Regions from separate parts of the Mus musculus genome. Here regions 1, 2, 4 and 5 are each linked to region 3. Evidence: chromatin contacts called from public Hi-C and HiChIP or PLAC-seq data. All regions are on one chromosome and are shown on one strand. The core of a region is the stretch at or near the end of the contact, and the rest is flanking DNA. Distances in the headings are between cores, read along the strand shown. Region 1 overlaps Igf2bp1 (insulin-like growth factor 2 mRNA binding protein 1). Region 2 holds the start of Igf2bp1 (insulin-like growth factor 2 mRNA binding protein 1). Region 3 has its middle 5.7 kb from the start of Gm38957. Region 4 has its middle 30 kb from the start of Nxph3. Region 5 has its middle 34 kb from the start of Ngfr.

Region 1 (2,700 bases), core at 161-2,660, 190 kb before region 3:
TCCCACCTGGCTCTATGTGCTTTGTTCCCATTCAAAGCAGACAATGTTCAGACATCGGCCATTTAGTGATTTCAAGTGGATTTCTTGCAGCAAGCATGCTTTGATACCTGGTTCAAGTGACCATGGGGGGATCCCATAGTACCTGGAATGAGATTGCTGGAGCGTCTGTTCCTTGGGGACCTGCCCCCTTCACACCTTAAGTCCAAGTCCTTCCCTTTAGCTGATTGAGCTCCCAGAAGAGATCAGAACATGTGTGACAAGGGACCTGAAAACTTACATGGACTAGGCAAGGTTCCACTCATGGCTGGATTTGCCCAGCAGCAAGATTGTGAAAGTTGGCTTCCTAATGAAAGTAAGAATATGGACTAGGGGCAGAGGTCAGCAGGAAGGGAGAGCCTGGCTTATTTGGGTTGTCTGGTGACTCAAAGGCCAGATCTTAGGGCAGCTCCTTACCCTGCTTGTCACCTCTTTTTTTTTTTTTTTCCAAACCCTGTCCTAGGTAAGATGGCAAATTATTACAAAAAGCACTTGGGATATTTGGACAGTTGAGAAAAGCAACCTTTAGAAGAAACTGCTTCTGTGCTCAGAGGTCTATGTATAGAGGTGTGTGTGTGTGCACTACACACGTAGTTTTATGAATGAAAGGATCATCTCTTGGGTCTATTTTTTAAATTCTTGGAAACACATAAAAAGCCAAATGGTTTGACTCACTGACTGACTTTGAAGCTGCATCTGCCGCTTACACCGCAGTGGCTTTAACCCCCTCTGGGGTCTGGTTGCCTTTTGCAGTTTGTGGACTTAGTTGCTGGAAGGAGGTCTAGGTACGAGGGAAGTCGTGTGGCCTTTGACTCTTTCCGGTCCTTTCTGTCTTTCATTTCCCTAAACTCTCCGCTTTTGGGGAAAACTCCTGCCTCGCTATTGGCTGGAGACACCATGTCAAAACCCCGAGGATGCTGGGACAGGATGTTCCAGTTGGTTCTGTATGTCCGTTTTCCTTTGTGCCAAAGACAGACAGACAGACAGAGGCTGAGAGGCTGTTTCTAAGACAAAGCAGTGGCCGGCCATCTTTCTACATCTCCTAGGCCTGTCTGTGAGGGGGAGGGTCCTGGAGACTACACTAAAGACAAGCACCACTCTTGTTAAGTTCCTGGGGGATTGGGGTGTGGTGCTTGCCCAGGGCTAGGGAGCAGGGAAAAGGGGGTCCTGTTGCACTTTGGGGAAGGAGGGACTCTTGGGCTCCCTGTGGGACTGCTCTCCTCCCCTGTCCCCACTGCAGAGATGGCACCGTGGAGTTCCCTTCAGGCCTGGCAGACTGGCAGTGAGGAGGGGCCTCAGTTAGCTCTCAAGGGTGCCTTCCCCTCCTCCCTTCCCAGACACCCTCTGCCAAACTGGGAACCAGCAGTGCTATTAACTACCTCAGCCCCAGAGGGCGCCAAGCCTAACTGAGCCCCAGGAGGAGCTGTCGATTTAGGCAACTCTTCTCCCCCTCTCTCGGGACGAGGTCGCCTTTCCTTGTCCTAAGTGCTCCTGGGGGAGATCCTAGTGGCTTTGCCATTCAGACCACACAACTGTTTTTGCCTGTTTGTTGAAAACCAATAGAAGGAGACCAGCTTGGCAGGACATTGCAGGAAGAGACCCCCTCATCAATGCCAGGGGATGTAAAAGCCATTTTCCTTCCAGATACTCAATGGTTTAGGTGCAGAATGTTGTTCTTGTATTCAGACATACATAGAGTAATACCAGCTGAAACATGGTGTTTCTTTCCTTTGGATACATCTCAGTGAGGGTTCAAGATCCGGGACAGGCCACATGCTTCATGGTCTAGAGGCTAGGCCAAAGCCTCAACCCTGCACGGCCTGATGTGGTATCATTACGGATGCCCTCAAATGGGTGACTATGGACTGACAAAAGAAGAGAATTTGTTTTTCTTAAATAGCAGGATGCTCCTGGAGCGTGTGTTTTTCATAATCACAGATGATGAATACTACGAGTATAAATGGATGAACTACCTCAGTCCTCACAGTAAGATTGGAGATGAGGGCAGGGACTCATGCCTCGGGGATGAATCCCAGCCAGGAGAGAGTTTTGGCTTATGCCACACTAGGTTTGTCATGGGGATCGGGCAGGCTTGCCCGGGTCCCCACTCACATTGGTCGGGTTGGCAGGGTTCCGTCATCTCGTGTCCCCTCCCCCCCACCCCATCCCCTTTTCTGCTCTCCTCCCCCACTCTCTCATCCCTTCACTCCAGCTCCTCCCCCTCTCTCTCAGAGCTTAAGCTTAAGCTTGATGTGAGGAAAGGAATGGGCTCCTTCCCTAGAGAGCTGGATGGAGGGTGGTTCTGGGTCCGGCCTGGAATCCCCTAGTCAGCTCCTAACTTGGGAACCGGGGCCTCTTCAACAGGGTTTCTTCAAGATCCTCTGCCTCCACTGAGTCCCCTCGGGAGGTGTGTGTGTGTATGGGGGGAGGGGGCGCGCTCTGAGATAGAGCAGGATCCTTCTGCCCTGGGGCCTGGTCCAGTCTACCAGGCTCGCTCAGGCCACCTTTGTAGTTGACCACCGCCAGGTGCCCTAGCCCTCCCCACCCCTAAATGACCTCCTTATAGAAGCCTGTTTCACTTTTGGTTTTAATCTACCTCTTAGCAAAACAATATAGAGAAATTTAGGTAGTGGCAACTCCACTTGCTTAGGTTAGGCGGGGGAA
Region 2 (2,700 bases), core at 62-2,561, 230 kb before region 3:
CTTTCCCTCGGGCTCCCGGAGCCTGAGGATCCGGAACGCGTCGGTCCTAGCGGAGGGAAGGGACCTGGGCGGATCCACTTCCCCCTCCCCACGGGGAGGGGGGAGGGCCGCAGCCCCCTCCCCCGCTGCTCGCTTCCTCAAGCGCGGAGCGGAAATTACCCCCTCCCCGCCCCGGGCTGACCTGGGGACGTGGGCGGGGCCTCTGCACCCCCTCCCCCGGCGGCCTTCCAAAATCCAGCACCCCAAAACTAAGTTCTGAGACCCACAGCCTGCGCATGGACCATCGCTCAGTGCATCGCGGGTAGAGCGGACGCAGGCGGGCGACGCCACCTGTCCGCTCCTTGCGTGGGGAGGGCGAGGGGGACCTCGGAGCTCAACCCGGTCCCTCCCTTCTGAAGCCAACCCCTCCGGTTCGGGGTCGATCGGTGGTGCGACCACCCCTCGTCGTTTTTCCCCCACCCAGTTGATCTTCGAGGATGCTCTCGAGCCGGGTCGTGCAGGCTTTCCCCCAAGGATGCTGGAGTGTTGTCATCCAGCAGCTGGACTGGGTGCAAGCCAGCTTTTCTCCAGTGGGGATCCCGAAACATGATTTCCTGCGGGTCCCTCGTTTTCAGGCGCTGTCTCTCGTGTCCCGTGTCCGCAGCTTCCCGATCCCGCGCTCTCAGGGTCCCCTGAATCAGGACCCGGGAGGCCAGCGAAGTCTAGCGGTGTAGCGGGAAAGACAGTGACCCCCTACTTAGAAACGTAGAGGAAAGGCGTCTTTCCTTTTAAATAACCGGTTCCTGCGACCCCCTCCTGAAGACCCCAGAGTCCTCAGCTTCTCTTTGTCTGTCTCGGCAGTCCCCCGCCTGTCAGTCGCTAGCAGTTTGCCGGGGTGGGGTGGGCAGCCCAGTCTCCACAAAACGAATAAAAAAATTACCGTACATTTTATTCCTAAGAACTGGGGGGATTTGGGTCGCCACCGCCCTCCCCCCGCCACCCCCCCCCCCCGTGCAGGTCGCTGTGGGGGCGGGGCGCCGCTTTAGGGGCCAGGTTCTTGCAAAGGGGGAGGGGGATAGGAGAGCTGGGGGGGGAACTCTGCTTCCACTTTCCTGGTTTACCCGTGGGGTGCGCTGAGTGCCGCCCCCAAGATTGGAGACTGTTGGGTTGGTCCGGGTTGGAGGGCCAAGGGGCCCGGTGGCGTCGGGGGTCTTTCCCTGCAGGGTGGGTGGGGGCTGTCACCACGTGGCTTCGCCTTTTTTTTTTTTCCTGCTCCATTTTTTTTTTTTTTTCAAGTCGATTTTATTTAGAGGCGGCGCCAGGGCGGCCGCGGAGAAACGTGACACACCAGCCCGCTCGCAGGGGTTTCGGACCGAAGGGAAGGAGCCGCGCCGCGTCGTCGTCAGCCTCCCCTGCACTCGGCGGGCACTTCTCCCGGGCTCACCCAAACTCTCCCGTGACCCCCGCGTGCCCTCAGGCCGCCCACCCGCCCGGAGCTCCGGACAACTTCAGGGGTGGGGTGCGTAGAAAGTTTGCGGCTCCCGCCGCCCGTCTCCACGCCTCTCGGCCTAGGAGGCTCTCCGCCCGCGCCCGCCCGGCTCGGCCTTGCCTGGAACCGTGTCCTTGCCCCGCCACCGCCACCATGAACAAGCTTTACATCGGCAACCTCAACGAGAGTGTGACCCCCGCAGACTTGGAGAAAGTATTCGCGGAGCACAAGATCTCCTACAGCGGCCAGTTCTTGGTCAAATCCGGCTACGCCTTCGTGGATTGCCCCGACGAGCACTGGGCGATGAAGGCCATCGAAACTTTCTCGGGTAAGAGCGCGGCCACCTCCCCGGAAAACACACACACACACACACACACACACACACACACGAAATCCCGGAACAACGGGGACCTGCAGCTCCTCTTTTCCTTGCCGGCCAACTCTTCCCGGGTCCGGGAGGGCTCGGCCTCCGTCTTCGGTCCCCAGCCTCGCCCGGCCTCCCTCGACGCCTTCTCCCGGCGCGGAGATATTCGGGATTTCCTCACCCCTTCCCCCAGCCCGAGGCGCTCGTGGCGGCTCCCTACACCCCTCCCCACCGACGGGGCGGGAGCCCCGGTTGGCAACTGGTGGGGGTGGGGGTGGGGGTGTCTCACGAACACTGGGGTTCGGGTATAGGCGTGGTTTCCCCGATTCCCCCCCGCCCCTAGTCAGCCCCCCATGCGCTAGAGCACCCCCAAAGCCCCTGCCCTCCGTCCCGGGCCTTTCCAGGATGGGGGTTCGCGCACCTCAGCTCTTCCCGCTTTAACTAGGGACTAAGCCCTGAGGCAGGACGTGGGAGGAAGGGGCTCCCGCCTCCCGCCCAAGGCCTGGGGCTTGAGCCATTTTGATTTGAAAGTGGGGCGTGAGCCGGGTGGCGCGGCGGCGGTGGCGGTGGCGGCGGCGGGTCGCCATGCTGCTTCCCGAGACGCCGAGGCTGGGCCGAGAGGCGCGCGGCTACCGCGAGGGACCCTCCGCCCCGGGCCGCGCCGCCCCGGGGGCCCTCCGCTAGCCCTGTGGCCCCGACCCGGCCTGGTCGCCTAAGCCCTTCACCGTGGCTCTGCTGGAAAATAAAGTTTTAATTCTCTACTCCCGCCCCACTTCGCGAAACGATCCTGCTTTCGCCTGTCTCCTTCCTTCTACTTCTGGAGCCGCCGAAGCAAGCGCGCTCACACAAACGCTCACACCTTTCCCAA
Region 3 (2,700 bases), core at 111-2,610:
AGATACGAACCAATAATACAGACGTGGGTCACATGATTACATAAAATGAACAATCATTGACCAAGGGGCCCTCAAAATGTCATCTGAGCTTGGAGAAGAAATGAAGAGAAGACACGTGGGAATATGGCTACTTTTCTTTTTTTACTTTGAACATTAGCATGAAGTTGGTTACCGTACACATCCAAAGGCCCAGCATGTTGGGGGGAAAAAATCATTAAATGGCACACCTTGTACCAGAGTCTCAATAAGAATAAAATATACAATGCTACATTGAGTGGTTAAAAATACACAAAAAAGTAGTTTTAACAATCTATAAATTTTTATACTTAAAATCATGATTGAGTTGAAATTAAAAAAAAGTGCATTTCCATTGCTAAAAAAATAATATTGGTAGAGTTAACACAGGGAAGCATATCATCACGCCGGGGGTCTGACAGGATGCTAGGGAAAAGATGGCTAAGGGAAGCCAGGCATCTGGACCAGTTCAGAGCCCACCTGGCTCCACCCACCATGCGGCCAGCTCCCTGGGCCAAGCCCTCCTCTCCCTCCTTCCCATCCTAGTAAGACTCTGTCCTGCCCACCACTCACCCCCACCCACAACTGAAGGCCCAATGACCTTCTTTACAGCACCCCTCACCGTCCCAGCTTGACCTTCAACGCCCTCTACAGAGGTAAGGATTCCAGATTAGACGTAGTCTTAAACCTTCTTGACCTTGCAGGCAGGACTGGAACCAAGCAGTTCCTGCCTTCTTACACTCCTCCGGACGAACATTCAACAGCAAGCTTTGTAAACCTAAGGCTAAGGATTCCTGGCAAGAACACTGGACTTCCTTTAAGAAATGAGAAAGTGCAAGTGACCTCAGGACTGTGGGGACACCCGGACACCTGCTATCTACCCTGGTCACTGCTTCCCTTCCACTTCTGCCTGGGCTGGAATTACAAGGACCCCCCGACTGGCACTGCACAGACTCTTGCTGGGGGAAAGGACCAGGAGAAAATCAGCAGGAGGCCCTTCCACAGGAAAATGCTTCCTGACCCTGCAAGGTAAACAGCCTCAGGCCTGTGCTTTCCTGAGTGGATAGCCAACTGTTCCTCTGGAGACACTGCAAAGGACGCATTCAATATTCCCCGAGAGCTGAAGAGGGCCAGGAGCCCAAAGACAAGGAACCTGTGCAGAGAGAGGGCCAGGCCTGCTCTGGGAGACCTTCCTACCCACCTGGAGCAGAAAAAGTGAGAGAGCGTGTGCTTACACATGAGAGGTCCCCACTGCTGTCACAGATGTGATAGGGCAGACTGGGCTGCAATGGGAGGGTGGAAACAGGGAGGAGGGTCACCTTTAGTTCTGCGTTTAGTAAACAATGGAGCCTTTATGATAAGGGCTAGCTTTCGGTTTCATGGAACCAATATTAACAAAGGCTTGCTGGTTATGATGCCTGACGAGCCACATGGACCTCAGACACAGGACCCCATCTCTGCTCACATCACCAGGCCTGAGTAACTGCTCAACTTAGTGATCGTGAAAATGTTTTAGTCAAATCCAATCAGTGAGCCAAGAGGTAGCCCAGAAGAGACTTAAAAGCTAAGAAGAAAGTACTTTATCGCCCCGTATGGCCAAAACAAGTACTGCAGAGGAAACAAAAACCCAAAACAACCCTCACCCCTACTCCCAACCCCTCATATTCTGGAAGATAATTCACCTGGTTTTTTGAGGCCACATATCTAGCAATACAATTTGAGAAGTAAACACAGACATTACACTACACCATTTATTTCTTTCCAACTTAACTCAAGTGAGTGATCATGTGTATTTTCCAATGCAGCCAGAGTCACAGAGCCTACTCGGGGTGTGATGGAGACCCTGTTTCTGGCTCCCTGGCTCCCTACATGGTAAGGCAGATGGAGAGGCTGTGCTCGTTCACGGGAGCCAGAGACACAGAAACAAGCCACTGCTCTCTTTTCAGACCCATACAGGCAGGCTCTTGACTCGACTGAAACCATCCGATTTCCTTTTGACATTAAACAAAGCCCCAGCTTCCCTCCCTTTTTGAGCATCTCCATCACCTATAAAATCATTTTCGAGTAATCTGCCATATCCCCAATCTCACCAGAGAAGCTCAAATAGGATGAAGGTAAGCTGGGGTTAGTGATGGGGAAACCTCTGAGGGGCAACAACTCTCTTTGATACTTGACCAAAAGTATCCTAATCCAGACACAATAACGCAGCCATCCTTCTCGAAGGGTATGGGTCTTCCCAGTGACAGGTGACTATGGCTCTTCGCTATCCAAACGCCCGGGACACTGGAGAAAAAGGAACCGATTCAAAGCACCCAGTTCCCAAGACTGACCGCAGCGGCAAACATGGAGGGTCCTTTAGACACTTGGGAATGATTTCTGCACCACAGACTCTACCTCTTCCAGTGTGCATGCCGCTCTCAATCCAAACAGCCAGTGGGGCATTCCAATGTCTTGACTTCTGTATTTTCAACCCAATTCTCACAATTTGGTATTGTCCCACCCACTGGCATCCTGTCTGTTCACAGACAAAAAAAAGGATGAAAAATTTATCAACAGCCGCCTTTCAAGTCTCCCACGGTGTGCGACCATCAATCAGTCTTGGGTGCCTGGGTACTAATAACTGGAAGGAAAGATGCAAGAGACTGTAAGTCAGAAAGCAAAGCTTTTGACTCAGGTCAGGATACT
Region 4 (2,700 bases), core at 94-2,593, 230 kb after region 3:
TGTCCTATTCAGGTATTTTACTTTTTTTTTTCTGCCTTTGTTCATGTGTATATATACACGTGTGCTTGTGTATGCAAGTGGCTGGGTATACCACCCTGGGATGAAGCTACAAACCTAAGATGGCCCACTTCCCTCCTGTTTTAGATCTCATAGTTGATTGACACCTTTGTTGAACCTCTCGGCTCACCAGGAGTCTTCCTTTGGACTCCAGGGAAAGGAAGGCAGCAGAAGGCACTCTGAAGAGGGAAGGGCCTGCACAAGGTGTAGAGCTGGAGCTGGGGAAGGGAGAGGGTGAGTGGAAAATGAAAGAGAAGTTACCTCAAGGGACCAGAAGAGGAGGAGAGGAGCTGGTAGCTCAGCCGAGAGCTGAGGAGTGGAAACCGAGAGGCCCAAGGAGTTAGCCCAGAACACAAGCTGGGTTGTGGTAAACTGGGGCTGAGCTGGGATTCCAACTGGGAACTGCTGGCAAGTCTGCCTGGTTTGCAAGCCTCTCACAAAAAAATAAAGGAGAGTGACCTACGCATGGTTACGGCCCAAGCCTATAACCCAGGCTTGGGAGGCTGAGGCAGGAGGTTTAAGAATTTCAGGCCAGCCTGAGCTACAAGGCAAGTCCCTATCTCAAAACTAACAGCAGCAAAACTCTAACAAGCAAAAAAACAAGCATGAAGGAGTGAAGCAAAGGGGATTTCAGAGTGGGGGTGAGGGGCTAGGGGTGGGGAAGGGGCAGGGCAGGGCAGGGCAGGGCAGGGGGAAGGGGCCTGCACTGTACTTGGTCCAAGGGACCATCAGACCCTACCCCCACCCTAGCAGGATCAGAAAGGGAATGGGTTTCTCTTGGGCACACCCCTCAGTAGACTAGGGAGCGGCTACAAGGTAGGATCCTTGCCACGGAGTCTGTCAGACATCCAGAGCCCCACCTGGTCCCTGCAGGGTGCCATTTCCTGGTGGGTGTATGGTTGTGCTCTTTAAGATTCTGGATGGGGGGGGGGGTATGTGGGTGTGGTAGCACATTCCTTTAATACCAGTGCTCGGGAGCTCAGGAGGCAGATGCAGGAGGATCTCGGAGTTTGAAGCTAATTTGGTCTACAGACGGAGCTCCAAGATAGCCAGAGCTACATAGAGAAACCCAAAAGAAACAAAACAAAACAAACAAACAAACAAGATAAAAGATTCTGGGAATAAGGAAAATGCAGATGTGGAACCCATTGGCAGCTTGCTGAGTTGAGAGGTCAGAAGCCAGGCACCTTCTGAGTCCCCAGGTTACTATGTTGCAATGTGGTCCAGGCCTGCTCAGCACGCACCTTTCCCATCTGGCCACTGGATCTACAGGGCCCCAGATCTGAGAACTTCCCAGTGAGAAATCTGGGAGGAACGCCAGGGATGGTGGAGGAGGGGAGAGCTCAGGTAGGCAGTCAGGAGTGAGCTTGGTAAAGTGTGTGTGTGTGTGTGTGTGTGTGTGTGTGTGTGTATGTGTGTGTGTGTGTGTGTGTGTCGGCACTTTAAAGTCACTCTCATCTGAGGCTCCTTCCCATCCCAGATTTTATCTCTGGGTGCCTGTCCCTGGATGGAGCCTCGCCCTTGTAGCACCCAGTACCCTGGGGAAAGAAGAAGGGCAGATCAAAGAGCAGGTGCCCCTGACCAGGGAACCTGAGATGCTCTCTTTGTGTGTATCCAGGAGAGCCCCTGGCCTAGACAGGATGGACGGAGCCCCTGAGTCAGAGGCTGGGAGGGGAGGGGAGGCGTCCACACAGAAACCAAAGCCGGTACATTCACTGTGGACAAAGAACAGTGTTGGAGAGAGGTCAGTCTCTTCCTGTCAGCTGCTCTAGCTGGAGGCTTCCGGCCAGGTAGTGGGCCAGCTGGATCAGGAAACACCCAGAGGAAGGGGTGGTTAGCGCCTCTATTCATTGAAAACCTAGGGCCGCTCACCAAAGCCTACCTTTTAGCTGATTCTCAATTACTGATGCTCAGGAGCTGAGGGATAAGAATGGAGAATGAAGCACAAGCACACACCATTCCATTCCCAGACACTGTGGCCATCCCTGTCTTCTAAGGAGAAGCTGGCAGGCCATTTGAGTGTAACACTATCCTGTCTTCTGGGCTCTCCCACATCTGGGCTCCCCCCAGCTGCTGAGCTACCACGGTGGCTGTGAACTCTTCCTCCTCAGCCAGCCTAGGGGGTGAGAAGCAGGGAAGAGCTGAAGGGGGCAGCTCAGCTGCTGTCTGCCTGGGCTGTTTGAGCCTCAGGTGGCGCCAGCCCTGTGGGAGGGGGAGTGGTGAGGACGGGAGGGGGTCGGGGTGTCATTTGGGGCCTTGCAGTTGGTCCTGGGATTGGGGTGTGTGTGCCTGGGACAGGTTTAGCATTGTCCTCATGTTGCCCCAGAGTCTGGGAATCCCAAACCTTGTGCTCCCCAAATAACCACTTAGGCCAGCTGCGTTCTCTATGGGTTAATTGAGTTAGAACCTCAGGCACCAGGCTGGGCCTAGGAGTGGAGATACTGGGAAGGGGGTGCGTAAAACTGGGAGGAATGGACATAGGCATACCCCAGCTCATACTCCTGTTCTCTGTGACCCTGAAGTCCCCATGGTTGGTTCTCTGGGACTGCTGTTATTTTTAGGTTGCCTGGTGCTGAGTAAGCAAACCTACAATCCCACAGCTCAGAATGACACCCGTGTGACATGACAGTCCCTTGGGTTATC
Region 5 (2,855 bases), core at 58-2,557, 150 kb after region 3:
AAGAGCTGTCAGAAGATGCACCTTGCTCTTTTCATCCATCTCTGTTCCCCCCTGCCTTCCAGTGCTCTACCTCCTCCCCCCTCCCCCACTCAGAGCCTTGTGGGGACTTCTTACAAGAGAGGCAGATGTTTCTGGATACAGCTGGATACTGAGGTCCCGGGAAGGGGCTGGCCCCTTTGGAAGACTCTCAGAGAGGAAGACAGTCCAAGAAGTGAGAGCAAAGACAGCGTGGACTCTAACTTCATGTACTGGCTGATCCTAGGGAAGTAAGTGTTGGCCCATTGTACAGGCAAACCAATTGAGGCTCAGGGGTGGCATCATTTCTGCTTGTGAGATGGCCTGCTTCCTCACCTCCATTTCATGCTTGGTCCACTTCCCTCCCTCCTTTTCCTTAGATCCTCTGTCCTCTCCTTGCCTCTTCCAGGAAGCCCACTGAGGTCACTCATTCAAGACTCTGGCTCTTTAGACCAATGGCTCTCAACCTGTGGGTCATGACCCTTTCAGGGGTCGAATGACCCTTTTACAGGGGTTGCATATCGGATATCCTGAATAACAGACATTTATATTACAATTCATAACAGTGGCAAATTGCAGTTACGAAGTAGCAACAAAATAATTTTATGGTTGGGTGTCACCATAATATGGGGAACTGTACTAAAGAGTCGCAGCGTTAGGAAGGTTGAGCACCACTGCTTTAGACTGTTGGCCAAAAGTACCCTACCTGCTTGTCATCCACCTAGGAGCACATGAGAACAGAGACTGGCTGGTCCATTGGATCTCTTACCAGGCCTGAAGTTGTTGGCGCGTGGAAAAGAGCCACAGGTCCCCAGTACAGGCGCCGGGCATGGTGAGAAGACCAAAGGCAGCCGCCAGGGAGCTTCAGATGAGGTGAGAGGCTTGGCTCAACCCCAGCTCATAAAGAAGGATGTTAACAGCCTCCTAGGGAGCTGGCGAGGGACGATCAAAGGGGTGGGCCAGACAATAGTGCCTTCCAGCTCCCAGTCAGCACTGGCACCTCCAGCCCCAGGAGCGGCTCCTGCTGGAGAGTAATGGTGTGTTTTACCTCCTTCTTCCACTTCTCCCCAACCCCCACCTCAGGACCCCTTCAGACCCCACACAGGGTCTGTCTCTCTTCCCTCCTCAGGACCCCCAGTGTCTGTTGTTTTCCTCCTGTGGGATGGGTGTGGGTTCGGGTGGCGTCACAGGGTGACGAGGAAGGAGAAAGGGTGGGAGGTCTGGCCTGGCCTCCCACAGTCTGCTCCCACCACCCTGAGTTGCCAAACCGGGACCTTAGAGAGAGGCTGAAGGACTGCACTGTGGGAAGCTGTGGAGCAGAGAGGCAGGGGGCACACGGAGGGGAAAAGCCGGGGAGAGCTGGCACGGAAGGAACTGGGGCCTGGAAGTAGAGGGGTTAGAAATAAACTTGCCTCGACACGGGGGTACTGAAGGGATGCCTGCAAGGGCTTCGACTCCCAGAGATGTTCGAGGACAAGGCAGCATTTCAAGGCAGAGAAGAGCTTAAAGGTAGGGCGGGAATTACTCGGCCCACAGCACGCTTGAGTCAGAGGCAGAACTTCAGCCTGAGCTTGGGAGGGAGGGGTGTCTTAGGGACCACGACTTGACTTGTCCAGCTAAACACAAACAATGAATTTGCATACACATATATTTTCATTGAGCCCAAAGTCTCCTTGCCCTTCTTCCCAAGATTCTAATGCTAAACCCTTACTTTGCATTTCTCTCTCCCCCCACCCCTACCCCAGGCTGAGCCCTGTTGAAGGATACTGTACCCCGCCCCCTTCATTTCCTGGGATCTAGTCCCCCAGGCTTTTCCTTGGTCTCCTGCCTCCGGCCATGCCATTGATTTTCACAATTACTGACTCTGAAAGAGTCCCCACCTCCTAGTGTGTCTACCCTGACCCCTCCCCAAGTCATCCCTCCTTCTCTGGGGAGACACTTCCTGGGAGAGCTCCTGTCTGCCCTGAACAGTCTTCACTCACACTCAGTGTAAGCTCCACAGTGCCAGCCCCAGTCACAAAATCCCCAAGCCATAATATGCTTGTAAGCCCCAGAGCACCGGGAGGGAATCTCTGAAGGGCTTGTCACTTTATTTAACAGGTAAACATAAGCAAACAGGCCCACACGGAACAACAGGAACTCATCTATAGTTCCCCCCACTTCAGTCCAGAGTCTGATCCCCTGACTCTACTCAGTTACCCATGTGACAGTCCATCTGACATCCAGATCAGACAGATGTGAGCCCAGAGGCCACAGAGATCACAGCCAACTTCCGGAAGAGCTTAGTGAGCGGCCTGTCTCTGGTGGTTTCAACTGGGGGGGTTAGTTCTCCTAAGTCCTTTGCTGAACATAAATGTGTCAGGTCACAGAAGTAGAGGTCAGCATGCCCTGGACCCTGTCCCAGGCCTCTTAGCAAAAGTGCTGGATGGGCCAGCTGCTAACTGCTGGGAAGTGTGAAAATGCTAGGCTAGCAGTCTGAGCCCAGGGCTGGACCGTGTCATCCATCCTGCCGGGGAGGGCTGGACCAGCTTCCCAGAGGAGATGCCATTTAACTGATCTTAGCTGATCATGGAAAGACAAGATGGTTTGCTAGGTGGGTGGGGGTGGGGTGGGGTGGGGAGGGGAGGATGTCGGGGCTGACAGCAAGGGTAAAAGCCTATAGTACATTCTAGGCAAGGCAAGGAATCCCATGAGGCCAGTAGCTCACTGGACTCTGACAGGGAGGAGCTAGAGTCTAGAAACCTAGGCCTACCTTGAGGGTCTTTTAATATTTCACTTTGAAAGTAGTAAGGGGTCGGGGCTGGTGTGATGGCTCAGTGGGTAAGAGTACCCGACTGCTC

The links. A called contact is a pair of places that touch in the nucleus more often than the background predicts. HiChIP or PLAC-seq counts read pairs in DNA pulled down with a chosen protein or histone mark.
Region 1: a contact with region 3 is called in an H3K27ac HiChIP or PLAC-seq map of embryonic stem cells, with 5 read pairs. The contact joins two enhancer-like sites. A contact is called at or near these places in 5 of 39 promoter capture datasets (3T3-L1-derived adipocytes, the C10 cell line, cranial neural crest and 2 more), 2 of 15 datasets of contacts at CTCF or cohesin (large pre-B cells and pro-B cells), 19 of 484 Hi-C or Micro-C datasets (the 63-12 cell line, B cells, the F1.1 cell line and 13 more), 1 of 115 datasets of contacts at active chromatin or transcription factors (embryonic stem cells) and 3 of 9 other capture datasets (adipose tissue, embryonic stem cells and liver).
Region 2: a contact with region 3 is called in an H3K4me3 HiChIP or PLAC-seq map of embryonic stem cells, with 32 read pairs. The contact joins the promoter of Igf2bp1 here to the enhancer-like site in region 3. A contact is called at or near these places in 7 of 115 datasets of contacts at active chromatin or transcription factors (acute myeloid leukemia, embryonic stem cells and neural tube) and 2 of 9 other capture datasets (adipose tissue and liver).
Region 4: an H3K27ac HiChIP or PLAC-seq map of embryonic stem cells shows a contact between it and region 3, with 5 read pairs. The contact joins two enhancer-like sites. A contact is called at or near these places in 3 of 484 Hi-C or Micro-C datasets (embryonic stem cells and forebrain neurons) and 1 of 115 datasets of contacts at active chromatin or transcription factors (embryonic stem cells).
Region 5: a contact with region 3 is called in a Hi-C map of embryonic stem cells, with 5 times the contacts expected there. The contact joins two enhancer-like sites. A contact is called at or near these places in 1 of 484 Hi-C or Micro-C datasets (embryonic stem cells) and 2 of 115 datasets of contacts at active chromatin or transcription factors (double positive thymocytes and pancreatic cancer cells).

The regions. Positions count from the first base shown.
Region 1 is chr11:95,958,076-95,960,775 of GRCm38.p6, reverse strand. Igf2bp1 (insulin-like growth factor 2 mRNA binding protein 1) reads left to right here. Exons shown (of 15, transcript NM_009951.4): 15 at 1-2,700. Among named protein-coding and RNA genes, the nearest start is that of Mir3063, 4.0 kb to the left of the region's middle. Within about 2 kb of position 1,410, at least 8 of the 459 cell types and tissues checked have an H3K27ac peak or open chromatin away from gene starts, as enhancers often do. A contact at or near this core is called in embryonic stem cells, where this site is marked.
Region 2 is chr11:96,004,555-96,007,254 of GRCm38.p6, reverse strand. It overlaps Igf2bp1 (insulin-like growth factor 2 mRNA binding protein 1), which reads left to right and starts at 1,311. Exons shown (of 15, transcript NM_009951.4): 1 at 1,311-1,796. The coding sequence starts at 1,622.
Region 3 is chr11:95,769,776-95,772,475 of GRCm38.p6, reverse strand. No RefSeq gene overlaps it. Among named protein-coding and RNA genes, the nearest start is that of Gm38957, 5.7 kb to the left of the region's middle. Within about 2 kb of position 1,360, at least 39 of the 459 cell types and tissues checked have an H3K27ac peak or open chromatin away from gene starts, as enhancers often do. A contact at or near this core is called in embryonic stem cells, where this site is marked.
Region 4 is chr11:95,543,359-95,546,058 of GRCm38.p6, reverse strand. No RefSeq gene overlaps it. Among named protein-coding and RNA genes, the nearest start is that of Nxph3, 30 kb to the right of the region's middle. Within about 2 kb of position 1,343, at least 21 of the 459 cell types and tissues checked have an H3K27ac peak or open chromatin away from gene starts, as enhancers often do. A contact at or near this core is called in embryonic stem cells, where this site is marked.
Region 5 is chr11:95,620,708-95,623,562 of GRCm38.p6, reverse strand. No RefSeq gene overlaps it. Among named protein-coding and RNA genes, the nearest start is that of Ngfr, 34 kb to the right of the region's middle. Within about 2 kb of position 1,307, at least 39 of the 459 cell types and tissues checked have an H3K27ac peak or open chromatin away from gene starts, as enhancers often do. A contact at or near this core is called in embryonic stem cells, where this site is marked.